3 separate regions of the Sus scrofa genome follow, and all the other regions are linked to region 2. Evidence: chromatin contacts called from public HiChIP or PLAC-seq data. All regions are on one chromosome and are shown on one strand. Each heading gives the region's core, a stretch centred on a gene start, on an enhancer-like site or on the middle of the called end of the contact. The rest is flanking DNA. Distances are from core to core; before and after follow the strand shown.

Region 1 (4,206 bases), core at 1,162-3,661, 200 kb after region 2:
ACAGGGAGCTTGCAGGGTTGGTGTTAAACAAGGGGGTGGCAGGCTGTGCCCTGGTCCTTGTGCAGCCAGGATTGGGGCGAGGATGGGGAAGGGCAGGGAAGAGCCACACGGCCCTCGGGTCTGCAGTGGTCTCCAGGTGTGTGGCCCAGACAGGAGTTTAGGGCCTGACTTAATCCAGTATGATATCATCTCAGCTAATTACATCTGCAAAGACCCCACCTCCAAATAAGGTCACATTCTGACGTACTGAGTTAACACGAATGTGGAGGGACTCAAACCTACTATGGTGCCTTTTGCATATTTAAATGAAGAAGCCACGTGCTCCTGCCAGGCCTCTAGTGATTGTGAAGCTGATGGCTCTGAGCTGGGCAGAAGGGGCATCTTGTGACCTGGCTTTGGTGAGAGAAATGGAAGGAAAGGAAAGCATTACAGCACAGCCCCGCCCATGTTGCCATGACATCCACTCACCTCATGTGTACAGATTGAGCACCTGTTGCCAGGCCCTGGGATCCAGCAGTGAACTAGATAGATGCATATCCCTGCCCTTGTTGGATGGACATTCTGGGGCAGGGGAGGCAGCCAGCAAACGCACACAAACCAACAAGCAAATGGTGAGGGCTGTGAAGATAAAGAAAACAGGTGGCTGAGTTCCCCTTGTGGCTCAGTGGGTTACGAGCCTGACTAGTATCCATGAGGATGCAGGTTCTATCCCCAGGCTCACTCAGTGGGTTAAAGATCTGGTGTTGCTGTGGCTGTGGCAAGGCTGGAAGCTACAGCTTTGATTAGACCCCTACTTGGGAGCTTCCTTATGCCGCAGGTGCAGCCCTAAAAAGGCAAGAAAATAAAAGAAAATAGGTGATGTGATGAGGTAGGACTGGTTGGCAGGGAGACTGCTGTTAGGAGGCAACACCTTGTGCACTGAGACAGGATGGAGAAGAGTCAGCATGGAAGGAGCTGGTATGTGAATGTTCCAGCCTGGCAGGTGCAAAGGCCCTGAGGCAGGGATGCAGTGGGCAAGGCAAACAAGATCCTGTTTCAGTGCAGAGTCAGACCCAGTAGGTCTGAGCTGGGACTCAAGATTCTGCATTTTTTTTTCTTTTTACGGCCGCACCTGCAGCATATGGAAGATCCTGGGCTAGGGGTTGAATTGGAGGTGCAGCTGCCAGCCTTCACCACAGCCATAGCAACATGGGATCCGAGCCGTGTCTTCAACCTACGCAGCAGCTTGTAGTAATGCTGGATCCTTAATCCACCGAGTGAGGCCAGGGATCGAACCTGCATCCTCATGGACACTATGTCAGGTTCTTAACCCACTGAGCCACAACGGGAACTCCAAGATTCTGCGTTTTTAGCCAGCCCTGAGGGCCACACACAGTGGTGAGGGAGTGGGGAGCCGCCAGTACATTCTCTTGCTATGAACTTAGTTGGTGAATGTTGACTTGAAGAAAGACAAACCTCTGTTTGAGTCCTGCCTTGCTGCGCCCCCTAGAATGGATGGGCATTCCTCTCGCAGACAGAAGGGGGCATGGCTCATGGGTAGCTATCAGCGGGAAGAGCAGCAGATGTGATGGCCCTGTGCCCTTGCCTCCTGCAGGTCCCAGGAGCTTCACCTGCGACCGGAGTCCCACGCGTACCTGCCTGAGCTGGGCAAGTCAGAGATGGAGTTCCTTGAGAGCAAGCGTCCTCGCCTGGAGCTACTGTCCGACCCTCTGCTGCGGCCCTCACCCCTGCTGGCTGCTGGCCAGCCTGGGGGCTCTGAGGACCTGTCCAAGGTAAGACCTGCCCACTGGCCAGCAGCTCCTCTGAAGGTTTGGGCTCTGCTGCGATCTGGTGGGGAGTAAGGGAAAGGGTGGTATGCTGGGCTTGGGGGAGGGACCAGGCACAGGGTGTGCAGAGGCTGGGCAGTGAGAGGAGAGTCCAGGGACCAGGTCGGCTCTGTGGGCCATTTCTTGCCTGGGGAGGGACAGCGACCCACCCCCACCCCATGTGTCCAGCCCATGGGGGCCCCATGCCCACAGCGCCCTCGAGGGCTCTTTGATTTCACTCTTCTTTAAATAGAAAGCTGAGCTGAGATAGTGGGAGAGAGAGTGTGCATAGATTAAGCTCCTGTGGTTTGCTGTTGCCAGAGGTTTTTCTGCTATTTCAGTGAACCTCAGGACTGCAGAGGCTAGAATAGAAACTTGTTTGGTCTCTGTGTAAGTGGAGGAATTGCAGCCAGTGGCCCAGGTGTTTCTGTCCTCTAGGGTCCCCCAGCCGCCTCCAGAGGGTTATTTCACTGTGACTGGCTAGGGTGGGGCAGGATCTATGGCCAGGTGACACACTCGTCCTTGGCAGGCTGCATGATGGATGTCCATTTTGCACGAGCTGAGCAGTGCCATCATGCTCCTTTGTGACCAGGAGGACACACATTAGCTCATTAACGGCCTCCCAGCTGCTGGGTGAGGTCAGTGCTCATCTTACTGCAGCACCAGTGGGGGAGGGTGGGGACTGGGAGCCAGGCCAGGGGAGGGAAGTGGCCCACTTAGGCCTGCTGGATCCTCTTCTCTGCCTCTGACTGACACTGGGTGGGATTTCAGGTTGAGGCAGGTCCTTTATCGGGGGCTGGCAGGACAGGGGGATCCTGGAGTGGTCGGGATAATGATCACAAGCTAACACTGAGCCCCTGACTGTGTGCCCGGTACTTTGCCAAGTGGGTGTCATTCCACTGAGCCTTCCCAGCCTGATCTGCGACCACCTTTATAGAGGGGGCCCCCGGTGGGAAGAGCCACTCGCCCATAATCATGGGGGGGTGCCCGGGTCTGCAGCCCAGCCCTGCCCACCAGGCTGTCCTGCTGCGGGCTTCCTGTGTGAGCCGCCCTCCTCCCTCTGCCCAGTGCCTGTCGCCCTCTCGTTGGCATCCTTCTCGCAGTTTCTTTGACCTCCCAGCCTCCTAGGAGGGGTGTTGCCATGCGAAAAGCTGCTCTGAAGTGGGTCTTGGGCGGTAGGCGAGGGGTGTGTGTAGGGGGGCATAGGGCCACCAGGGAGGCTTGATGTCCTCACAAGGGACTAGCGCCTCGAGAGGGCCATGTCCCTGTGCTCATGTTCACTTCTGCCCAGAGAGCTGACTGCTGGGTGTCTCTGGCCAGCCCTTTCTGGCCTCTGCTTCCTGCCGTGAAGCTTTCCAGAATGAGGCTCCTGAGAGTCTCTATGCCTGACAGTGGCTCTGTGAGTCCTTCTGCTTGGCCATCTCCTTCTTGGGCTTCCCTGGGGTGCTTCCTCTCCCTCTGTGGGTCTCAGTTTCTGTAGCTGTCACTGTATATCTCTGACCCTGTGTCTCTGTCTCTCTCTGCCTGTGTGTGTGTGTGTGTGTGTGTGTATCTGTCTGTCTCTATTTCTCTCTATCTCTGTCTCTTTGTCTGTCTGTCTCCCTGTTCTCCTCCTGGACCCCATGGGTGCAGGGGAGGGATGGTCCCAGGGTTGGGGCCTGGTTGGACCAACTACTGTAATTGCTCCAGGCTGTTCAGAGCATGTGGAAAGTTTGAGCGCATTTTGGGCAAGGGAAGAAGCCAGGGGAGAAATACAAGTCTGAAGGAGCTCAGATGTTTTTTGCGTCTGCTCTGTGGAATTCAACTGGATACATGAGACAGGAATTTGATGGGATTTTTTTTTTTTTTTTTAAACAACACCCCCTCCCTTCCCTTGGCCCCTGCTGTGCTCCTTTTTCGTATAAAAATGTTCTGTTTTATAATGCTTCCCTACCCTTGAGCCTCTGGAGTCCTGTGGCATCAGAGGCTTCCTTTGCAATTCACCACACTTTGTTCTGGGGACTTTAGAATCATCACAAACGGCAACATTTCTGAAAGTTTCTTTGTCTGTTGGGGCCCTGTTGGCTGAAAAGGACAGAAAACCCATGTCAAACTGGCTTAGGCAGGAGTCTTGGCTTATAACTGGAATCTAGGGGGTAGTTGGCTTCAGGCACAGCTTGATCCAGGTGACATGATGTCACCAGCTCCTGGTCTCTGTTCATTTCTTGGCTCTGCTGTCCTGCACGTGGTTTTGGTGGGTTAACAAGAAGGCAGTTTGAGACTCCAGACCTTCCTCTGCCCACATTCAAGGCTGACAAAAAGAGAGAAAGCTATGTCTCCACATTTCCAGACCAAAGCTGTTTATCTCCCTGCCATTAGTTAGGGCCATGCCCGTCCTGGAACCCATCATTGCGATGAAGGG
Region 2 (4,513 bases), core at 582-3,081:
TCATTTTCAATGTATTAACTGGCATCATTTTAAATTTAAGAGATTTCACATTAAAAATCTGAATTTGGAGTTCCTGTCCTGACACAGTGGAAACGAATCCAATTGGGAACCATGACGTTGTGGGTTTGATCCCTGGCCTCACTCAGTGGGTTAAGGATCCGGTGTTGCCATGTGCTGTGGTGTAGGTCGCAGATGTGGCTCAGATCCTGCGCTGCTGTGGCTGTGGCATAGGCTGGCAGCTACAGCTCCGATTAGACTCCTAGCCTGAGAACCTCCATATGCCGCAGGTGTGGCCCTAAAAAGACAAAAAGACCAAAAAAAAAAAAAAAAATCTGGATTTGTGGCCTTTATTTATAAAAAATCAGAAGACTCAGTAACCTTGGGTCCTATATTCTGATGTGATGACAACTGGCTAGAATTGGCCTTTATACAAGGCAGGTGCTCTTGTTCACTTTTCCCCACTCCCCACCAGTCTCTATTGCACCCTACCTCTGATCCATTTTACTCCTTTACATTACCTATCTGATCTCTATAGGTTTGGGGTTTCAACCCCTTGTCTGGTCCTTTGTGTACCTGGCCCCTGACTGTGCCTGGTGCATAGTGGACATTTTATGTTCGCCCATTCCTTGCAACAGCTTGGTAGGACACACCTCCCCCCCAACTTGTTTTTGGCCACACCTGCAGCTTGCAGAAGTTCCTGGGCCAAGGGTGAACCCACGCCATAACAGCAACCAGAGCCACATCAGTGGCAAGGCTGGATCCTTTACCTGCTGTGTCACCAGGGAACTCCCATCTTCCCATGTTTAAAATGAGAAAACGGAGGTTCCCAAGATCATACAGCTAACGAGTAGCAGAGCCAGGATTTGAACCCCTGATTATCTGGTTCCTAAATCTGAGCTTGTTCCACCCCATCCCATGCCTGCACCAAGTGGGATGGAGAAAGCCTCCTTTCACTTGAAATGCCATCCATATCTTCATTGGAACCCCTGAAGCTCCACTCAGAGAAGGGACCGAAAACTCAGATGCCGTCAGAGGCCACATGGATTCATAAAAGAGGAGACGAGCGTGACTTGAAAAGCAGAGGCCCCTGCCCCAAACATCTGGATTTGTGTGTCAACTACCCTAATCTGTCGGCAGGATAGGTCCCTCTACCAAGTCGTCAGGCTGTGCCCTTGACTTTGAAGCTGGGTTTTCGTGACTGGGTGCAGAAGTCCTGTGCCGCGTGGGGGATCCTGGCCTTCTGGCTCGCTGTCGTCAGGTTGGTGTGGTCGGCATCGTCTCTGCTGAGCTGAGGGTCCTTTGTGGGGCCTCTGAGATCTCGCCAGAGTGGCTGCAATCTCCAGACTCAGACTCGCCGCTAACCCTGCCCTCCACACACCATCACTGGGCCCTTCCCTCCCAGTGTGCTGGGCGACTCACCTTTCCTTTACAACACAGAGAAAGAGAAATACTGATCCTATGTACCAGGTACCACGCAAAGCCCTGGGTAGCTTCCCAAATGCAATCAGAAACGAATCCCAGAGTCTCAAAGAGAGAAACATCAGCTCCATGAGGGGCAGGGATGTTGTCGGTCTTGTTCCCGGCTGCCTCCCTGATGCCTGGAACAGAATGGCCCGTAGCAACTGCTTGTTGAATGACTGAACCATAGCATATGAGCCTTTGCAATTGGCAGTGTCACAAAAGGAGCTTCTGAGATTATCCTTCCTTTTGGGGGTGAGGCATCTAAGCGGCCGCAAGTGGAAGGAATTGGCCAGCGTCGCACGGCTGTTCAGGGCGGGGTCAGCCGCAGAACTTGGGCCTCTTCTGGCCCCAGCCAAGGAACAAAACCCTCTCTCTCTTTATCTCCACTCCAGCATTGCCGCTTGTGCTTTTACACACAGTGGATTTTCAGAGCCTGTGGTTGACGTCCAACAAATAAATAGATGGGTGGAGAAAAAATACCTCTTGTAACAATGTCAGCAAAGCTCTTCAAGGCCACTCTGGGGGGCTTACTCCTTGCAAAGGGGCCTCACCTCTTCTTTCAGAATGAGCTTCTTACTGGAATCCAGGCAGCATGGAGGACTTGCTCCTGGAAGGGTATTTCGACATTCATCAAACGTAGTTATTTCCTCAAGTAAAATATTTAAACAGAGCTTCAAGGAATCCAACAAAAGAAAATGAGTTTTAGGGGAAATACACACACACACACACACACACACACACACACAGGCACACACACACTGACACACAAACCAAATTCTTTCCTCAAAACATAAGCTGGAAGGATTTTATCTGCTCTCAGAGGGAAAACTCGAGAGGTTTAATTTAAAACTTGGGCGGGCTCATGGCTTTTCAATGGAGTGATTGTTCCATAGTGAGGGCATGAGATAATACGAAAACGTTTTCCAGCCCCGTGTTTGGTTTGGCTTCAGAAATGCAAACTGGCGTTCTTCTGAGAGGCCCCGTTTCCGGGGCCCATGTGTGGCTCAACTGCTGTATCTCTGCAGGTCAGAGACCAGATTTGCAATAACATTTTTGCAATCCGAGACTTTCAAGGGAATGCAGGCGAAGTGATTGCCCTGTGCTTGTGTGCAGAGTGGGGACAAGGAGCGGTTACCTAACCTGGGGGCTTGGCACCCAGCCCCCAGTTGCCCAGAACCTCCCCGTTTGTGTGAAATACAGGCAGAACAAGATTTCAGAATAATCTGCCCTTATCTGGCCACCTCAGGGCACGCCACATCTTTTGACCCTTCAGGGTTCATAACTCTCCCACTGTCTTTGTCGACCCACTAGACAAAGGGAGATCCAAAAACATTTCAGAAACTCAGCCTGCATCAGCCCAGCTGCCCCTGGGATTCTTTCCGTGTGGATCTGGGGTGGGGGTGGGGGTTCAGAGGGGTGGAAATGTGTCCGACCAGAGGGCAAATGCTGATAACCGTTGTCCCCCTCTGCTTTACTGCTCCCGCTTTGCTTTGAGCTATCTTGGGAATATGCTTATTTTCGGAGAACAGGGCTTCCCAGAGTCAAGTTCAGGGTACAGCGTATCCAGGTAGGACGTTTGGGTGGCTGTTGATTTGGGAGTGACAGGCACTTTGGGGGAAGCCTCTGATATATGGGGGGAGGAGGGGTTGGGCAGGAAGGCAGCTTTGGAGTTGAACTGCCACCCCAGGGGGTCTCCCCATGACATCTTGCATTCCAGGGTGGGGACAGACTGGGGGGGGCAGGTGAGGTCTTTTCTCAGGGAGCCCCCCCCCACCGCCCCCTCTCCAGAAGCTACTTGTTTTCCTTTCTGCAGATAAATGTTGAGTCTAGAGACCTAGGGACCTCCCAGGTCTTTCTCTAATCATGAACTCTCCCCCAAGCCCACCCTCAACTCAGCTGGGACTGGCACTCACTTAGCCTCCAGCCCTCACCCACCAAAACCCATCCTTGGAGTTCCCGTTGTGGCTCAGCAGTAACAAACCAGATTAGTATCCATGAAGATGTGGATTCGATCCCTGGCCTCACTCAGTGGGTTAAGGATCTGGCGTTGCCCTGAGCTGTGGTGTACTTTGCAGACACGGCTTGGATCCTGAGTTGCTGTGGCTGTGGTGTAGGCCAGCAGCTGCAGCTCCGATTCTACCCCTAGCCTGGGAACTTCCCTATGCCGCAGGAGTGGTCGTTAAAAAGAAAAAAGAAAAAAAAAAAAAAGCATTCTTGACCCTGACCTTAACCTCCTGGGAGGTCTGGGCAGCTGGAGGTGAGGTCTGATTCTTAGGAGGGCTGCCAAAGGGTTTTCTTAGCCCCTGGGGTCCCCTGATTCCCCTGCCTTCCTCAGCAATTCCTGCATCACCCAGCAGTGCTCACAGAAACTCCCACTGGTCAAACCCTCCCTGTCCTAGTTTCCTGAGGCTGCCATTGCTAATTAACAAAGCAGGTGGTTTAAAAAACAGCAGAAATATCTTCTCTCAAAGTCCTGGAGGCCAGGAGTCGGAAATCTAGGTGGCAACAGGGCTGGGCTCCCTCTGAAGCCTCTAGGGGAGGGGCCTCCCTTGCTTTCCTTCTGGCTTCTGGCAGCTGCAGGCTGCCCTCGGAGTTCTGTGGCATGGGATTCACTGGCGGTCTTCTCTCTGGCTCCCTGTGTCTTCACACCCTTCACTGGATTTCGAGGCCACTCTAATCCGGCATGACTTCATCTTAACTTGATCCCATCTGCAAAGACCCTATTTCCAAATAAGGTCACACACACACACACACACACACACACACACACACACACACACACACACACACACGTTCTGGGTGGACATGAATTTGGGGAGGACACTCTTTAACCCAATATAGTCCCCAAGAACCTGGCCTGGAGGGAGCTTGGCGTTGCTCCCCACAGCAGCCCATGGAGGCAAGCCTAGTTAAAATTCCCATTGTGTGGATGGGAAAATGGAGGCTCAAAGCCGTGAGGTAACATTTGCCCAAGGTTACACAGCTGGCATAACAGTAGAGCTGTGTCTGAAACTCAAGCCAGGCAGAGATTCTCTCCTGTCTGAAGCTTTAC
Region 3 (3,982 bases), core at 1,331-3,830, 220 kb after region 2:
CTTTCATGTGCCAGGTCCTGATTTAATTCTAATAGCCACTTGGGATGGTGCTCTTATCCCCATTTCATAGGTGAGGAAGCTGAGGTTCAAGGTTGGTGAAGGGACTTGCCCAAGACCACACAGTAGGCAAGTGGGTTTGAGCCAGGCTGGCTGGCCTTGTAGCCTTGTTCCTGTCCGCCTCACTCTCGTGTTTTCCAGTGCTGCAGAATCTTTAGGACTGTTCCATGATGGGTTTCTTTTGGGTGAATGGTAGGCGTGCCTGCCACCTTTTGGAAATGGAATTGCGGCTTAAAAGACCTGAGGACTGCCCAGGGCCTTGGAGTGGAGCTGGGGGAAGGCCTGCTAGGGAGCGAAGGAGCTTTCATACCTTGTGTGTGAAGGGGAGCTGGATACTGGGGGTGCACCGGGTCACCTGGGCTTTGGTGGGTCAGGAAGGGGCTCCTCCCTGCTATCTTCTTCAGGGGCTGCCAGAAGCCCCCTCCCCGGGTGCCTGTGTTTCTGAGACAGTGAAAAAGTGAAGTTGGAATCCACTCTGGTTCATAGGACATAGTTGCTCCAGCTCTGCCCTTCCTGTTTTTGGCATCACCCCTTTTTTTCTTTTTTTTGTCTTTTCTAGGGCTGCTCCCTCGGCTTATGGGGGTTCCCAGGCTAGGGGTCTAATCAGAGCTGTAGCCGCCGACCTACGCCACAGCCACAGCAACTTGGGATCCAGGGCATGTCTTCGACCTACACCACAGCTCATGTCAACGCCAGATCCTTAACCCCCTGAGCAAGGCCAGGGATCGAACCTGCAACCTCATGGTTCCTAGGCGGATTCGTTAACCACTGAGCCACAACAGGAACTCCTTGGCATCACGCCTTTATCTAGATGGGCAGTTGCTTCTGATCCCCACAGAGCCTCATGTTGCGCACAAACCCCTATTCATCCCTCAAAACCCAACTCATGTATCCTTCCTGTTACCTTTCTGGAGAGAGTGACTCCTGCCATGCTTAATGCCTCTTTTGTACACATGTGTACCTTTTTCTGCCTGAATACCTGCTATCACGGCTTTTGACCAACTGCCCACTAGACTGGTTTATTGTGGGCAGAGGCCAGAGAGCATTCATTTTGTTTCATGCCCCAGTGCTTAATACAGAGTGGGTGATCAAATGTTTGGGGGCTACCCTGTGCCCTCCCCACCCTATACCCAGTCTTTCAGTTGGCCCAACTAAGGAATTCTTTCAGCTTCCATACCCCATGCTGACACTTTCTGGCTTCAAGGTATGGCCAGGGCTGAGTGATCTGTGCTGACTTTCAGGCTGGTACCTTCCCCACCTCATAGAAGATGCAAGACACAACCCAGTGGGGTCCCTGGACGGGGCCAGCCCTTGTTGTCCTTCTTAGAGCCTGGAGATCAGAAGGATGACTTTTCCTGACCTCATCTTTCTGTGCTTCAGTTTCATTATCTGTTAAATGGGAATACTTCTTCTTTTTTTTTGCTTTTTAGGGCCCCATTTGTGGCATACGGAGGTTCCCCGGCTGGGGGGTTGAATCAGAGCTGTAGCCACTGGCCTGCACCACAGCCACAGCAACGCCGGATCCTTAATCCACTGAGCGAGGCCAGGTGTTGAACCTGCGTCCTCATGGATCCTAGCCCGATTCATTTCCACTGAGGTACGACGGGATCTCCCAAATGGGGATACTTCATATATCTGCCTCACTTCATGTTGTGTGTGCTTCAGGTATTAATAACATGCCTTGTGCTTGATGTTTGGCTCATAGTAGGTGCTTAAAAAAATGGCAGTCCTTCCAATAATAATTTGCCCCCTGATTTTCTGGCCTCCAGCCACACCCTGAGGCTGCTGCTCTCCGGGTTTTGGCTCAGCACAAAGGGGGCCGAGATCATGGCTTGTTCTTGGGTGGGCTGGGCCCAGGGCTCTAGGCGGAGCTAGTTCTAGGTGCCAGCTTGAGCCCACCTACATACCTACTCTGTGTTGTGGGGGCTGGGGACGGGGAGGCTGCCCCTCCTCCCTGCTGCAACACCTGAAGCCTGTACCTCGGATTCTGTTGTCAGCCACGTTCCTAAGGCTCTGGGTCACCCCCCCACTTAGTGAGTCTGGATTTGGGGTTCCCTGGGGAGCAGTTTCACTCTGATGACCGTGTCCTGCATGGCCCAGCCTGCCAGCCTGCACTGGTCCTGGATGGTCTCCGTGTTTGGCTGAGGTGGGGGCACCCAGCCTTTCCTGGGTGTCGGGCAGGACTTGGGTCTCCCACATGTGTGCCGTGGGCACCCCATTTTCCAGCCAACAGAGACTCCCTGCAGCCACCTTCTGCAGCTCTCTGTCCACCCTGTCTCCTGGCCAGCATGGCTGGCCAGGCCCTCCTGGTCCCAGGCTGGGGGCCTGGCCAAGATACAATGTCCGCCTTCACGGCCAGAGGCCCCGAGGTCCAGCCTGTTGAATTCGCAGCCACCCAGCCCTTTCTGCCATATGTTCCTGTTTTCCTAATAAGTCCCGGTTGTGAGTGGGGAGGGAGGCGGGGAGGCCCCAGGGCAGCTCAGAAAGAGTCACATGATTGTGAAATACAAGAATCCTAGAAAGGGTATCTCCCAGCGCCTCTATCTTGCCCTCCCCCCTCCCCCGAGCTGGCGGCACCAGCTCTGAGGTAATTGTAGACACCCAGCCAGTTTCCAAGGCGGAGGAAGGCCTCTCGGGCCTGGCAGTGTCGGCAGCTGGCAAGGAGCTGTGCCCGCCTCGGGCCACGAGGAGGGCGTTGGGCTGGGGGCTTTGGGGGGCAGGCGCCAGAGAACAGGGTGCGTTTGTTCGCATCGAAACTTGGCGGGCTTGCCAGGGCCTCTGCGGGGATGTTCAGGCCCTCTGTGTTTGTCACCAGCCTGGGGAGGGCTTGCAGGGGGACCCTGTCCCCTCCCACCCCCCAGGCCTGGACAGTCGTGCTGGCTTGGGCAGCTGCCTGCTGTTCCGAGAGGCCTCTATTTATAATCTGTTCCCTCTGTGTGTGTGTGTGTGTGTGTGTGTGTGTGTGTGTGTGTTAGGATTTTTTTCTGTTTTTAATTCCTCCTCTTCTCCATCACCCTGCAGAAGAAGGCCGAGGCTGCGCATCGGATTCTGGAAGGCCTGGGGCCCCAGGTGGAGCTGGTGAGCTGGGGGACGGGGTGGGGGGTTGGCTGGAGAGGTGGGCAGGGGCGGCAGGTGGGTGCGGAGGGAAGGAGGAAGTCTGGCTGTTGCCAGGCGCTGCCCTGTCTTCTGGAGGAGGCAGGAAATCCACCCTCCTGATGAGAGGGACTGGCAGATAGCGGCCGGTAGGTGGGCCAGGCCGTGCTGGGGGGAGGTAGTGGAGCAAAGACACTCCAGCTATACTCCCAACTCTGGCCAGTCAGGCTGCAAGATTGACACGTTGGAGTCCAACCCATTTGGTTTGGCTTAGTGTAGGAAGCCCATACTCTGGGCCAGATGATCTGAGTTCAACTCTGAGATCTGTTCCTTAATAGAGGAACAGATATGTGAGGAACTATGGGTCAGCGATAACAAACCCAACTAGTATCCATGAGGATACGGGTTTGATCCCTGACATCATTCAGTGGGTTAAGGACCTGGTGTTGCTGTGGCTGTGGTGTAGGCCAGCAGCTACAGCTCTGATTCAACCCCTAGCCGAGGAACTTCCATATACCGTGGAAGCAGCCCTAAAAAGACAAAAAAAAAAAAAAAAAAAAGCTGTGTGACCCTGAGCGGGCATCTTAACCTCTCTGTGCCTCAGTTTCCTCATCAGTAAACTAGGACTCATAGTAACACATATCTCATTGGGTCATAGTGACAATTAACTGTATTTATTTTTGTAAAGCACTGAACACAGTGCCTGATGGACAGTAAGTGCTGAGCGTTAGTTGTTATTATTATTAGTCATGTAGTCAGCGTCATTTTACTGACGGGAAGAGGTCATGTCAGCAGCAGAGCTGGGAAGCAGACCCGGCCTCTTCTCTCTCAG

What was found. HiChIP or PLAC-seq counts read pairs in DNA pulled down with a chosen protein or histone mark.
Region 1: a contact with region 2 is called in an H3K27ac HiChIP or PLAC-seq map of skeletal muscle, with 4 times the contacts expected there. The contact joins two enhancer-like sites. A contact is called at or near these places in 2 of 2 datasets of contacts at active chromatin or transcription factors (alveolar macrophages and skeletal muscle).
Region 3: an H3K27ac HiChIP or PLAC-seq map of skeletal muscle shows a contact between it and region 2, with 3 times the contacts expected there. The contact joins two enhancer-like sites. A contact is called at or near these places in 2 of 2 datasets of contacts at active chromatin or transcription factors (alveolar macrophages and skeletal muscle).

What each region holds. Positions count from the first base shown.
Region 1 is chr14:28,669,775-28,673,980 of Sscrofa11.1, forward strand. It overlaps NCOR2 (nuclear receptor corepressor 2), which reads left to right. Exons shown (of 49, transcript NM_001044576.1): 5 at 1,595-1,772. Among named protein-coding and RNA genes, the nearest start is that of NCOR2, 29 kb to the left of the region's middle. Within about 2 kb of position 2,412, at least 14 of the 83 cell types and tissues checked have an H3K27ac peak or open chromatin away from gene starts, as enhancers often do. A contact at or near this core is called in skeletal muscle, where this site is marked.
Region 2 is chr14:28,466,545-28,471,057 of Sscrofa11.1, forward strand. No RefSeq gene overlaps it. Among named protein-coding and RNA genes, the nearest start is that of SCARB1, 170 kb to the left of the region's middle. Within about 2 kb of position 1,832, at least 40 of the 83 cell types and tissues checked have an H3K27ac peak or open chromatin away from gene starts, as enhancers often do. A contact at or near this core is called in skeletal muscle, where this site is marked.
Region 3 is chr14:28,689,076-28,693,057 of Sscrofa11.1, forward strand. NCOR2 (nuclear receptor corepressor 2) reads left to right here. Exons shown (of 49, transcript NM_001044576.1): 8 at 3,079-3,135. Among named protein-coding and RNA genes, the nearest start is that of NCOR2, 48 kb to the left of the region's middle. Within about 2 kb of position 2,581, at least 46 of the 83 cell types and tissues checked have an H3K27ac peak or open chromatin away from gene starts, as enhancers often do. A contact at or near this core is called in skeletal muscle, where this site is marked.